Regions from separate parts of the Mus musculus genome. Here all the other regions are linked to region 3. A link is a contact called in public HiChIP or PLAC-seq data. All regions are on one chromosome and are shown on one strand. Each heading gives the region's core, a stretch centred on a gene start, on an enhancer-like site or on the middle of the called end of the contact. The rest is flanking DNA. Distances are from core to core; before and after follow the strand shown. Region 1 has its middle 15 kb from the start of Gm46324. Region 2 has its middle 140 kb from the start of Gm46323. Region 3 holds the start of Osr1 (odd-skipped related transcription factor 1). Region 4 has its middle 42 kb from the start of Gm46324.

The links. HiChIP or PLAC-seq counts read pairs in DNA pulled down with a chosen protein or histone mark.
Region 1: an H3K4me3 HiChIP or PLAC-seq map of neural tube shows a contact between it and region 3, with 5 times the contacts expected there. The contact joins the enhancer-like site here to the promoter of Osr1 in region 3. A contact is called at or near these places in 8 of 39 promoter capture datasets (the 3T3-L1 cell line, 3T3-L1-derived adipocytes, cranial neural crest and 4 more), 5 of 484 Hi-C or Micro-C datasets (the 3T3-L1 cell line, the C2C12 cell line, cortical neurons and 2 more), 4 of 115 datasets of contacts at active chromatin or transcription factors (embryonic forebrain, fibro-adipogenic progenitors, neural tube and 1 more) and 3 of 9 other capture datasets (adipose tissue, embryonic stem cells and liver).
Region 2: an H3K4me3 HiChIP or PLAC-seq map of craniofacial prominence shows a contact between it and region 3, with 2.6 times the contacts expected there. The contact joins the enhancer-like site here to the promoter of Osr1 in region 3. A contact is called at or near these places in 6 of 39 promoter capture datasets (the 3T3-L1 cell line, embryonic stem cells, hippocampal neurons and 2 more), 1 of 15 datasets of contacts at CTCF or cohesin (the NIH/3T3 cell line), 3 of 484 Hi-C or Micro-C datasets (the C2C12 cell line, embryonic fibroblasts and myocytes), 5 of 115 datasets of contacts at active chromatin or transcription factors (craniofacial prominence, embryonic limb bud, embryonic stem cells and 2 more) and 2 of 9 other capture datasets (adipose tissue and liver).
Region 4: a contact with region 3 is called in an H3K4me3 HiChIP or PLAC-seq map of craniofacial prominence, with 5 times the contacts expected there. The contact joins the enhancer-like site here to the promoter of Osr1 in region 3. A contact is called at or near these places in 7 of 39 promoter capture datasets (the 3T3-L1 cell line, the C10 cell line, cranial neural crest and 3 more), 2 of 484 Hi-C or Micro-C datasets (cortical neurons and uterus), 4 of 115 datasets of contacts at active chromatin or transcription factors (the NIH/3T3 cell line, bone marrow-derived dendritic cells, craniofacial prominence and 1 more) and 1 of 9 other capture datasets (embryonic stem cells).

Annotation. Positions count from the first base shown.
Region 1 is chr12:10,060,626-10,064,054 of GRCm38.p6, reverse strand. No RefSeq gene overlaps it. Among named protein-coding and RNA genes, the nearest start is that of Gm46324, 15 kb to the left of the region's middle. Within about 2 kb of position 1,979, at least 7 of the 459 cell types and tissues checked have an H3K27ac peak or open chromatin away from gene starts, as enhancers often do. A contact at or near this core is called in neural tube, where this site is marked.
Region 2 is chr12:9,228,226-9,231,714 of GRCm38.p6, reverse strand. No RefSeq gene overlaps it. Among named protein-coding and RNA genes, the nearest start is that of Gm46323, 140 kb to the left of the region's middle. Within about 2 kb of position 1,599, at least 24 of the 459 cell types and tissues checked have an H3K27ac peak or open chromatin away from gene starts, as enhancers often do. A contact at or near this core is called in craniofacial prominence and embryonic fibroblasts, where this site is marked.
Region 3 is chr12:9,572,603-9,575,714 of GRCm38.p6, reverse strand. It overlaps Osr1 (odd-skipped related transcription factor 1), which reads right to left and starts at 1,273. Exons shown (of 3, transcript NM_011859.3): 1 at 973-1,273.
Region 4 is chr12:10,033,932-10,037,212 of GRCm38.p6, reverse strand. No RefSeq gene overlaps it. Among named protein-coding and RNA genes, the nearest start is that of Gm46324, 42 kb to the left of the region's middle. Within about 2 kb of position 1,507, at least 7 of the 459 cell types and tissues checked have an H3K27ac peak or open chromatin away from gene starts, as enhancers often do. A contact at or near this core is called in craniofacial prominence, where this site is marked.

The DNA of each region.
Region 1 (3,429 bases), core at 730-3,229, 490 kb before region 3:
GGAAGATAATATCAGGATCACTGTTATAGGAGAGATCTTCCAAGGTTGTACCTGTTTGTTTCTGAGTGACTCTAATAATGACTGTTCTGTAGATCCTAGGATAGAGAGTAGAGCCATATTTGCAGTATTGTGGACAGACTGGCATTTGCCCTTAATACTCCTATATGTGTCTAAGTGAACAATTCCCTGGGCTACTGTAACTCTTTAAAAGGCTTTGTTTCTTTCAAGGTTCCCATGTAGCCTAAATCTGGAGCTCACACACAAGCAACACTGTATCCCATGTCATGCAGACATGGTGAGTTCCCTCATGCTGTAGCAACAGAACAGCATGGGTCACCTTAGTAAACATGGGGCTGAGGCTGCTGAGATGGACCAGGCTCTCATATATCCCTAGTCTTATTGTATTGAATCTCTGAAGTGTCTGGGGTAGGGTCAACAACCCAAAAGTTGGGCAAGTTTGCCTTAATCAATGAATCATAATCTAGCAGATTCTGGATGTTCCATTGTCACAGCCATCTTTCTCTGGATCCAAGACAACATAGAAGCCACATTATGACAGTTTCAAGTATCCAAAGTGTTCCCAGACCCAATATTCTAGGTCAACATGTCTCTTATCTTTCCCACCACCGTATGAGCAAGAGATAGTTGTAAATCATCAAAAGAACTTTATTTTTACAAGAATATCACTGTTGATGATCTGCTCCACCTCACCTTAAGTTTGAATCTAAAATGAACAAGAGTTGCTACATCTATATATCTACAAGACATTGAACTTACACAAAATCCTTTATATTCTGTGTTCTGGTTAATGTACATTGAAGAAAATATTTCCTTAGCTTTCTCCTAATTACCTAATTACTTCAATCTCTCTCTCTCTCTCTCTCTCTCTCTCTCTCTCTCTCTCTCTCTCTCTCTCTCTCTCTCTCACACACACACACACACACACACACATTAATATCCCTCACAAATATCCTATGCTTCCTGGTAGCCATAAAACCTCAAAGAACATATTTTATAATAGGAAATTTATGTGACATATAAAAATAGGTGACATGTAGAATAGGTGAGATTTTTAAATGAAAGATTCTTTTTATTAGAAAATCTTTTTCATCAAAAAGCTACATATATTACACTCAATTAATTTTGAGTGTATGTATTTGCATTTGCATATACATTCTCATATGTGTAATATGCATGCATGTGGGAGTTCATGTACATATGAAGACCAGAGGTTGACATAACATCTTTCCCAGTCTCTTTCCACCTTAATTTTTGAGATAGAATCTGTCATTGGATCTGATGTTTAACAATTCCACTCAACTCTTGAGCCAATATGACTCAGCAGGTCCTCTGTCTTTTCTTCTTTGCTGAGATTACAGTACTCATAACACAGAGCCTGTTATGAGTCTTGGCGGGTCAGAACTCAGGTTTTCACACTTGGCTGCCTAACATTGCTAATTGAGCTATCTCTCTAGCTCCAGCTGACTTGTTCTTGAATGTGTGGATGAATAAGAGACAGTCCTATGTGTTTGCAAGTAATGGGAGGAAAGTAAAGCTCACATAATGGGGCTTCACTAGAGGAACATGTTTTAGGTTGCCAAGGGGTGGGCTGAGGAGTTTGTTTCCATCAAAGTATATACCTATAGTTACAATGTCAGGAGTTCAAGAAAATGAAACAAATGTGTGTTTACCCAAGAGAGGGAGCAGTTCACTAGGACTGGGAGGCTCAGAAGGGTGACCTAAGTGACTCCAGAGAACGGCTGGAAGCACATTCTCTGAGAAGGGTTAATAACATGCCACATGGCTGGCCTTCATTAGAACTTTCCCCTCCCCCCAGTATGAGAGTATAAATCATTGACTATCAGGATAATGAGAAGCAGATTTGCCTCTGCTAATTTTGGGATGTGCAAGGTCTTTAGAAAAAGCCTCATAAGACATTGCTGAGTGTTATGAGCCCTACCTCCTTGATAGAGGGCACATGTGGAATGCAGACCAGCAAAGCTTTGCTCCAGAGTAGTGGATGCTACAAGGCAAGACAGAGCTGCAGGGGGAGCATCAGTAAATCCACCCTGTGGTCTGAAGGTAAGGAAACTGCTTGTTTTCTGTTATGTGTCAGAGCAGGGGACAGGAAATTTTAGTCATCTTTCTTTCAGACTGCAGTCCAGAATCTGCTTAGGTTATATATGCCCCATGCTTATAGCAGTCATGCGGTGCAGGTCAGAATCCAAAGGCTTCCATGGATGAGTACCTAAGTTGGAATTTCAGGGGATGCACGAAAACACAAGCTGAACACAAAAACAGCCATGTTGAGATGAAGGTGAGAGACGAGGAGAGGAGGAATTGTCCTCAGTAAAGACCTTCCAACTGGCGCTGTCTCGGGACATATAGGCAGATCATTAACTGAGTGCACCTAAAGTGTTAGAGAAACAAACTCTGGCTTCTGAGCTCCCAGAATCTCTGGTGACTCTGACAAAACCATACTTGGAGCTCTCTACCTTTGCAAATAGCTAGCTCCCTAATCTTTTATGTACAGAGCTTGGGGAGAAGAGGAAGCTAGTGGAGCCGTCCCAAAGCCTCAGCACCAGGGAGTGGCACTATTAGAAAAGGATTAGGAGTAGCCTGGAAGTAGACTGAGGTTTCAAAATCCCATGCTACGCCAGTCTCTCTATCTGTCTTCCCCTCTTACTTTCCCTCTCGTTCTCCTCTCCCCCTCCTTACTTCCTGTCTGTCTCTTTCTGTCTCTCCCTCTTTCTCCTTCTCTCCCTCTCCCTCCATTTGCCCCTCTCTCTCTACCTGCTGCCTGCAGAAGAGGATTTATCTCTCTGCTACTGCTCCAACACCATGTTCCCCACCATGATGTTAATTAATTCTACTGCTCTGAAACTATAAGAAACCTCCAATTAAATGCTTTTTCTTTAATAAGACTTGCCATGATTGATTCTTCACATCAATAGAACAATGACTATCGGACACCATTCATATGAATGACTGAAGATTATCCCAGAATACTAGCACTAAAAGTGGATTTAAGATTATATCTTTGAAGTCTTTCATTTTGTGATGGAAAAGCTAGCCTTCCAAGGGCATCCCTTTTATTGAAGGTTGACTGTGGGATATGTTGGCCCTTCAGAATGATATTTGACAAGGCCTATATATGTAAGGTTCCCTCATTACATACTTTTGAGATACATTTTGTCACTCAGAAACAAAACAAAACAAAACAAAACAAAACAAAATAAAACAAAACAAAACAAAACTTCCTTATTATGTGTTAGGCAAGCAAAAGTCTAAAAGAGGGAACAAAGAAGCTCAGATGAACTTCATGGTAAGTCTTTTGCATTTGAACAGAACAATTAATTCTGGTGTGGAATATTGGATGCTATAGATGGGCAAGCATATAATTAATTTGTTTTTAAAGGAAATGTATCC
Region 2 (3,489 bases), core at 350-2,849, 340 kb after region 3:
GGAGACCAGGTGCCATCTTGAATCCTATGCACCTACCATACCCCTTAAGATTGGACAGCTGTCCTGATCCAGTGGTGCCAGGAGGCTGACCTCTCCTAGGATGAAGATGTGGGGCCTCTTCCCATGAAGTGGACCTATGATTCCTCCATTCTCTGCTGCTCACTGCTATAGGATGGAACAGTTTCAAGATCTAGAAACCTACTTGTCGATTGGTGTGACCAGCAAGAGCCCTTCTGCTGGCTTCTTGGTTATATATCTTCCTCCTGAACTAGCTTAAGGAAGGCTTTCTCTGAGTAAGTTCAGACTCCACCTGTAGGCTCACCCATAGAGAACTGACCTTTGTTAATTCCCCTGAGATACCCCATGTGACGTCATGGACTTCCATTTTTCATTGACCTTTAACTGACCATGTGTTGTGTTCCAAATCTCCACCTGGATACTGGGTGCTCAGAGATGCCGTGCTCTGGGAAATGTCTATTTGTGTTAGTAATACCAGGTATTGTAGATGGGTATTGTTGACATTTTTGAGTATTTATTATGTACCAAGAACTATAACAAAAATGTAACACATACTGTTTTATTGAATTCTCACTCTGAAAGTATAAAATCCCTTTTATTGTTATAACCAACTTATAGATGAGGATTATGAGGCAGAGACTGGGAAGGAAACTTACCTAGGATCCATCGGGGTTCTGGATAGTGATGTCAATACAAATTAAAAATAGGGAAGAATTATGGGGGTACTCACTATGAAAGGTAACGGGGGCCATAGGAACAGACGTCAGACTGTAACATGAGTCTATAATCAGAAAGAGAAGAGGCAAAATGAACTGAGATATCTCAGAAGAGCCCCATACCTCAGTGCATATCTGAGGCAAATGCAGCTGCATAAGAGAGAGCTTCCGTGCAAAGAATGCATGTGAGGGGTCCTGAACAGGGAAAAATGTCCAGCCCTCATCCACGCCCATTACTCCTCCCCCCTGTGCTGTTCCCCAGTGTGCTGAGGCATTGGCTAAGAGAAACATACGCTGAGAAAAAAACTTGGTCAATTGCTGCAGAGGACCCCACAGTTCCTGACACTGGAACACCCCCCCCCCCCCAGCTACAGGCTGGCCCTGAAGCTCCTCCAGAGAGTCTCTCTCCAGCAGAGACCCGATCTACCCACAGCTCTGGAGAGTCTCTCTCCACAGAGACCCGATCTACCCACAGCTCTGGAGAGTCTCTCTCCAGCAGAGACCCGATCTACCCACAGCTCTGGAGAGTCTCTCTCCACCAGAGACCCGATCTACCCACAGCTCTGGAGAGTCTCTCTCACCAGAGACCCGATCTACCCACAGCTCTGGAGAGTCTCTCTCCACCAGAGACCCGATCTACCCACAGCTCTGGAGAGTCTCTCTCCACCAGAGACCCGATCTACCCACAGCTCTGGAGGTGGCTCCAAGAACACATGGCTCACACTGGATCTTTCTTTGGCTCCAGAACCTTTAGTGTGGTGGATTGAGCTAAAAGGACATATTCACAGATGATCAGGTCTCCACACGCTCTCTTTGCAAGCAGCAAACATGCATGGAATGCAGCCTCACGAGGGAAGGAGAAATTCTTTCCTGCCTATGCAAAGTTCCAACTGGATGACAGATTTGAGACTGACAAAAACAGAAATTAGATTAACCCAAGACAGTCCTTTCCTTCAGAGAGACCACATTCTAAAAGGAACCAGCAACCAGACAATTATCAGAGTAAGTACAGCGTATGAGAGGGAAGGCAGTCCTAAGCAATGGGGCAAGGTGACTTTTCTTTTTCCAGGAAACTGTCCATCTTGCAGATGGATCAAAAGGACTTTTCAATCAAATATGTAGCTTCACTTGTTTCTAGAATTATTTTTAGTATTTTTATTTTATTTTTGAGATTATTAATACAATATAACATTTCTTACTTTCTTTTCCTCCAAACTCTCCCAGATACCCCTCCCTGTTCTCCTTCAAATTCAGGGCCTCTTTTTTTCTTTTTCTTTTCTAATTGTTAGTGCATGTGCTTTTACTTTCTTATACTATTCAGGGCATCTTTCCTGGGTAATGACACCACTCACAATGGGCTAGGCCTTCCTGTCTTAATTAACATCAAGACAGTCCTTTACAGACATGCCCACTGCCCAAAATGATCTAGATAATTCTTCACCAAGTCTCTCTTCCCAAGAGACTCTAAGTTGTGGCAAGTTGACAATTAAAACCTAAGCAGCACATTACAAAACAAAGACATGAACTAAAGATACTACTATTACACCTATTCAAAACAGAACCTGTCATGTAACATGCAATCATATCTCATCAACCTGTAAAAATGTCCATTCTCTTCCCCAGATCCTGAGGGGTTACTCCATTTTTGTCATAGCTTGACATCAAGATATTTTCTTCTAATCTGGTCCATATGCCAAGGGAGACCTCACATATATGGTTCGATGAAGCTCTGATATAAAGACCTGAGAATACAAGGTACTACCGACCACTACACACTCAGTTTCTCATGGTGAAATGGGTACCAGATGATGGTTATACACAGACCTGTCTGAAAAAAAAAGGGTGGGGGGACAAGATATGCATTGCAGCAACAGAATTATAGCAACTTCTTAGCTGCTTCTTTTCAACAAGTGCAATAGTTCTGGAAATGTTAAAAAATATAGTTGCATTCTTCTTGTAAAATTTCACATTTTCATTCTAACCCAAAGCCGGTGACTCTCAGCCTTGAAAAGAGATAAATAGAATAAAAGATGAATTCCCAGAGAGGGGGCAGGAGGTGGAATGTTGCATATGCTCTTGATCAGATGACCACAGAGCTCTATCTGCAGGAGTGTCACCAACGTGCTCTGCCTGGTCCACCTACTAGACATGGAGATGAGGCTGGTGTTGGCAAATGGCCGACAGAGCACCAGTGTTATGTCTTCTCTGCATAGGCTGGGACACAGAAGTCTCTTTGTACTCAGGCTTTGTGTCAAGTGAGAGGCACATGGGTCCAAGGCTGTCAGCAACCATTTCCTCAGCCCTAGGACAGAGTAGTCCACAGAACAAAGCCAGAAACAAGTAGGGAACCAAGCCAAGGGCTTGAGTGAACAGAGGCCTGATGATGTCATTTTAGCAAGGCCTCTTCCCTAGCTCTTGAATCTAATAATCAGCCTCCTTCTTTGCTTAAGATACTGTGTACTTATCACTTGCATCTAAAAGTATTTTCCCACAGTTCCATTTTTCTCCGAGTGCTTGGTTTTCAGCTGAGCTCTGGCTTCCCATGAGACCTCGCCAGACTTCAAAAAGAAGAAAGGCTACCATGAAGAGCATGGGCCCATCTTGTCCTAGGACACTCTCATGTGAAAGGAAGGCCTTTCTTCTTCCTCCTGGGTCTGTTCTTTCAAATTCTGGAAACAACTGGAAAATAACCACAGCTCGCCCAGTATCTCTATGCAAGATCAACCACACCCCCATTACCTCTGCCCCAGGTTCC
Region 3 (3,112 bases), core at 24-2,523:
TGTTTGTTTGTTTTTTGGTTTTTAATCAAGGATACTGCTGGTGGAAGGTAAGATTCCTTCAGCAAGCAGCCGCCCTTGTCTCTCTCATTTTGACTTCCCATCTTTTCCCCTTAAACCTGGATTAGGCTACTACCAAAGGAGCAAAATAGAATCCCCACGCTAGAGGTATCTGCAGCCTCCTGATTGTTCTGCTTCTGGGTCGTCCGGTTCTCCAGTTAGAAAACAATGTTCGTTTGTGTCCCCCACCCCCAGCATAGTTCTCCCTACACCAGAGACAATCGAAGGTTATGATTTGCAGGCCTGGGGACACACTGAAACCCTCTAATAGAGACCATCCCAAGCAGAGTCCAATTGTGAGGTGGATGTCAGACTCGCAGCAGCCCTGTGGTCCTGGGGTTTGAAGGCTTCGAGTCTAAAGTACAACTCTGCAAAAGAAGAATTCGTTTTAAAGCCCAACAGAGTTGGGGCAATGCACCTGTCCAGGATGCTGAAAGCTTAGGTTATGACCATCAACACTTTCTCCCCTCTTCCTCAGCTAAGGGGGGATAAGTCTGAATTAAAAGGCACCCTGCAGGAAAAAAAAAAAAGTTTGTGTTCTCTGAAGTTGCTCTAGTTTCTTAAGGGAAGCCTGCAGAGTGCCTTATAAAATCTGTGGGCACCTTACTAGAATACTGGAATTCTAGCTAGCCAAACACGGCTGCACTCAATGGCTCAGGCCCTTCTGTCTCCTTCCTTCCTCCCGAGGTCAGAGGCCAACAAGGACCCAGAGTTAGAAGTCTTTGAACCAGCATCCCCATCAACTCTACGTTGCAACTGCTCTCACTTTCACGGAGATCTTGCAGCCTTCCTTTGGCCAAAAGAACCGCCTTTGAGGACACTGAAAAGAGGAGGCACCAGCTACAACAGGGAACCAGAAGTGAATCTTGCGGGCTTTCGCCTCGCTGAGCCCAGGCGCCCCAGGGCTGCAGTTACCTTGTTCCGCCGCGGTCCCAGGGCAGAGCGCGTCTGTGAGGGTCGCTGCGCTGGACTTGAGTGACCAGAGACTCTGGAGCCGACTGGCACCCCTGGCGAACTAGACTTCTGACGCTTCTGTAGCTGCGGTGACTCCAAGAGTCGGACACGCGGGAGCGCTTCACAGCCCCGGAGTTCTACCCGCCGGGGTCTGCTGAGCCTCGCTCCTGGCTCCCTTTCTGAATCTGAACCAGTGCCGGCGAGAACTTGCTGGGGAGAGGCCGAGCTACGTCTCACTCATCCCTTAGCACCGAGCCGCCTACTTATTTTAATCCACCTCCCCCTAACCCCCCTCCCCTTGCCGTGCGATTTCTCCCCTCCCTCCCCTGCCCCCCAACTCTGCCTGCGCCTGCGCATTGGGAAACAAAGTTTTGCTGACCCGGGCAGCGGACTTTGGCAGCTGTGCTAGCCTGCCTTCTGCTTCTCCTGACCGGTGTCCCCTCCCTGATAATCCCACTCGACACTTTCTGTGTGTGTGTGTGTGTGTGTGTGTGTGTGTGTGTGTTTCTAAGACACATAAGATCAAGCAGTAGAAGAAACATATCTTACGGATAAGAGAGGACTAGAACCGAGCATTTCGGAGTTCTGTTCTGGAGCTTTGGGACCTATGGTGGCACCACCTATGAAAGCGGATAGGAGCCTAGGGTGTCCCCACACCAGCACCTTAGGCATACACTCAATTTGTAATCTGACAAAGTCGCTGCCGCTCTTCTTAAGATTTCCTCCTAGAAGTGACAGACTCCTGGTGTGGAGCAGCGCTCCTGACACCAAATAGTGCTTGAGACCTGGGCAGCGATTCTAGCAGAGCTGGCTGGTTCCTGGTGCGGAAGGACAGAGATTACTGACTGCGCGAGCCATAACATCCGAGTGCCTATGGCTGACCACAGACTCTGGGGTGTGGAGTTCCACAGAAACGTCCATGGCAGAGCGTATGAGGAGAAGAAGAGCTAGTTACTTGAACTGCAGACCTCCCCGGAATTCCATTCTAAAGCTCCAATCACATATTCTTTTTAGAGTGGATGGGAGTTTTAAAGAGCAGCTAAAGGCACTGGGACCCCTGGGCCTGCGGGGCTGGTTTGGGTGGAGTTTGTAGAGGGAGTTGGGACCTAGAACAACTACATCCTTGCTGTCTGCTTCTTACACAGCCCCAAATACCTCTTTACTATTGATCCCTGGAACTGACCTAAGGCTGACCCCAGTCAGCTGTCATTCCTCCCTACCACCTTTCTGGAATGCCTTACCTGGCTTTTTCATGGAAGATGGTGAGGTTTTCTGACTTCCTGACTTTGCCCCAAAGTTACTACTGCAGAGTGGCTCTTGTCACACACACACACACACACACACACACACACACACACACACACACTTCCTGGGGAGTAGGTGCCACTCTCACACATTGAAACAGTCCTTTTGGAAGAGTCACCTACTCCTCAGCTTTACTGTGCAAGACTGATCCCATGTGATCTCTTGAGGTAGCAGGAGTTTGATTCCTAATATAGGGAGTGATGATGGAGGATGGGCCACATCCCTCCTCCCACCTGCATAATTGAAACAGACTTGGTATTCGCAAACTTTTAGAATGGAACATAGCTTCCAGACTCTGGCTAACTTTGGCTAGAGCAGGGAAGGAACAAGAGAAAGGGCTATAGTTTACTCAGGAGCCCACTCCCACCTCCAGCACCCCACTGGTTACTGTTCAAGTAAGAGACCCACATAAGTGTGCCTATGTGCCTGGAATCTTAGCAGCTGTCAGTACTAGCAGGATCCTGGAAGCAGAGGGAGCTGAGGTCACCCCATTCCAATAGCTGGGGACACAGCAACAAAATCCAGTCAGGAATCCCAGGACTTCCTTCCACTTAGGCTCAATGTGTTCCCATAGTAGGCAAAGCTTGGATAATTTCCATGCTAAGGGCCAAAATTTCCCAAAAGAGTTAAACAAAATAAAACCTCTGCTTATTAGCTAATATACACTTGAGAAGAGCAACAACTCTACATCAAAAGTACAGACTCTCCTGAGACATATATGCACTAGCCCCTTATCCCCCAGGAGTCCATGCAACACAGTCCTCTATTTCATCATTCTTTTTGGCTTTCTCAAAAA
Region 4 (3,281 bases), core at 258-2,757, 460 kb before region 3:
TATTGAAGTTAGGAGAAACAAATTTTAATCCACTGTGCTATGATATGTGGATTTTGATATTCCTTATCTTTATCAACTTCCTTTTCTCATTTGTAGGTAGAATATCCTTTCATGAGTTGGATATGATATGAAAGCATTGGAAAGACAACAGGGTCTTCTGATACTGTTCTTGGGTTTTCTGATTCATTGACTTTATTGTTCATTCAACTTTTTGTAGAAAGAATTCCATAGCTAGAATGTGAAGAAATATATAAATATGCTTTTAAATATTTGATGGATAGTTTTAGAGTAGGAAAAGACATATTTGTAATGTTAGCTAAGTACAATGGTACATGGGGTCTCACAGTGGCTAATTTGTAACTACTGCTGAACTCAGAAGTCAGAAGATAGGATAGACAGGATAGAAGTATACAATGATCCTTGTCATGCCTACAGTTGACAAGGTATAGAGAAGATCTTCTGTGTTTGGTTTGCCTAGAGTGTTAGGCAAGGTGAACAATTATATGTAAATAAAAATCTATGCTGTAATCTTCTAAAAACTATATAATAAATGCAAATCCAGAGGTCTATGGGGAAAACTACTCATTTTCCTAGGATAGACATAACAAAGGAGAAAACGTCTCAACTGAATACTGAAGAAGGATTATTACCTCTCTAGTCATTGAACTCTAGGCCAGGCTGAAGGACAGACATGAATATGGGTGAGTCTCCAGGGGCAAGTTGTTATTAAGTAAGGTGAAGGAATCTTGGTGATTATCTCAGAGCTAGAAGGTACAAAACTAGAACTCCTGTTAAGAAATCTGACTACTTTAACATGAATGAATTAAAAAAAAAATCACACTTATCAGCAGGGTGGGGAGTGAAGCTAAAGTCTACAAGACCTATAATGAGGACACAGTCAAAAGATGTGTAATAATCTGATAGAGGACAAAGAGGACTAGAAATGAGAATGAAGGATCAGGCAATCTAAAACTATATTTTTGTTTTCTTTTTTTTTTCTTCCCTTTTTGTTTTTTCAAGACAGGGTTTCTTCGGGTAGACCCAGCTGTCCTGGAACTTATTCTGTAGACCAGGCTGGCCTTGAACTCAGAAATCTGCCTGTCTTTGCCTCCCAAGTTCTGGGATTAAAGGTGTGTGCCACCACTGCAATCTAACACTAAACTGACTGGGTATAGTGGCTTAAATCTGGCCCTCTGTCCTGTCTACCCTCCATCCTCCTTTCCCTCACTTATTGTACTTCCAGATGCATACAGGGATCACTTCTGGTGTGAATCTGATCCCCAAAGCTTCCAACCACATGCTCAGATCCCTTCCATTCCCCCACCCACCCACCCCTCAGATTTGGACCTTGACCACAGAGGATTTCTTCTAGCAGCCCGTATCTCTGTTCAGACAGATGCAAAGATGGCTTACTCTCTGCTTTGAAAAGCCACTCAGACCAGGGCCACACTGCCGAGCACATGTGGTTGCGATTTCATTTATGCTTTATCATTTTTCATTCTGACATAAGAGCTCCTCTGCAGAGGGTGAGAGCGCTGCGCATTGTAAGGCGTAATGTGAACCGAGGGCTTCTGCTTTGTGCCAGAGGAAACGTGATTCAGAAACAATTTGAGGGCAACTGCAAGGTGATGTGGCCCAGAGAACCAGAAGCTATTGAAACTTTAAACATCATTTCTGGACATTATAATATGTTCTGCAGGGCAGCTTGGAAAAACAGGAAAAACCCTTTTTGGCCAGTCCTTGGAGAATTAGAAGGCTTTAAATATCATATGGAGAAAATGTTTTTTAAAGGGCCACGGGCACTTACAGTCTCAGAGGCCAGACTAGAAGCATGTCCAACCCATGAGCCCATGAGAAACTGAAGTCATGAGAGAAGATGGATTTCTGGGTTTGGCCATGATCACATGGATATGATTGGGCTTCTAAGTTGCTTCATCTCATACCAACCTTTCTCTATGACAGCCAAAGTTTGCTAGTCTGTTTTAAACTAGATCCATTGAAAAGTGAAATTTTGGGAAGGTATACTTCTAAATTTTTTTTTCCAAAATGTAGCATCCCTATTGAAATTTGCAGAGTGGCATTACAAAGATCTATTTCTATATGGTGGGCTTCTTGAAGGTGATAAGGCAAGTTGTGTGGATTAAAGCAAAGGCTCAAGAAATATTCATGGAAGAGTCAAGCAGAGGATAAAAGGAACAGGAGGAGGTAAGCAGGGAATCTCAGAGCCGCAAGGTCAGCATGCAGCCTTCATGTAAGGAAAGCAATTCTGCATTCTCCACACCAGTGTTTGCTGTCTCAGATTGGTTATCAGTTTATCACTGAGGCATTTTGGTTCTCCTGGTATCACTGACAGCTCATAACAAGACGTATTGAGATCATTGGTATATCCTGGCTCCATGTAATGCTGTCACTTCGAATGTTGTTATTGTTTTGTACGACCCAGAATCTCTCTCGTTGCCACTTTTTAATCAGAATCCACAATCTTCCTGACTTTGATGATCACATGGTTCACTTGGTTATACAAAATGAAATTTTGTAAATACCTTCTCCTAGATTGTACCAAATATACTTTAATTTTTTGAGATTATAATTATGTCGTTTCCCCTTCCATGTCCTCCCTTCTAACTCTTTTGTGTGCTCCACCACTCTCTTTCAAATTCATGACCTCATTTTCTTTGTTTTTACACACACACACACACACACAGAGAGAGAGAGAGAGAGAGAGAGAGAGAGGAAGAGAGAGAGAGAGAGAGAGAGAGATATTACTAAATATATAAGTACAATCCACTTAGTACACACAGTACACAATTATGCTCAGTGTTCCCTATTATAACATTGTAGACTGTTAAAGTTACATTTATGTTACTTAATGAATAAATAATATTGATATATCCATAAGAACTAGTATCTGCAGTATTTCTACATGTTTTTAGAGTCCTTCTGATTTTCTGTTTTTCAGAATTCCATTCAGCAGACTGAATTGCCATTAATTGTCCTATTAAATTTTGCTGCTTTCCCCCAGTAGCTGAAATCCAACATTATAATGGGAGTAAATAAAAACCTGCTTGCTCAGCTTAATTGTTATCATTAAGCTTCCCTGTCCAGTGCTTATAAACACGGTCTTCACAAACCTTCAGAGCAGCTATTCCTGGTGTGTATGTAGAACGTGTTTTCACCTAGATTTCAAAGGAGGTATAGTCAATGGTTCTCAAAAAGACATAGAAGCTGAAAGGGAAGTCAAGATGATAAGGAGCAGAAAGCTGTTTGGTCATCTTACATCT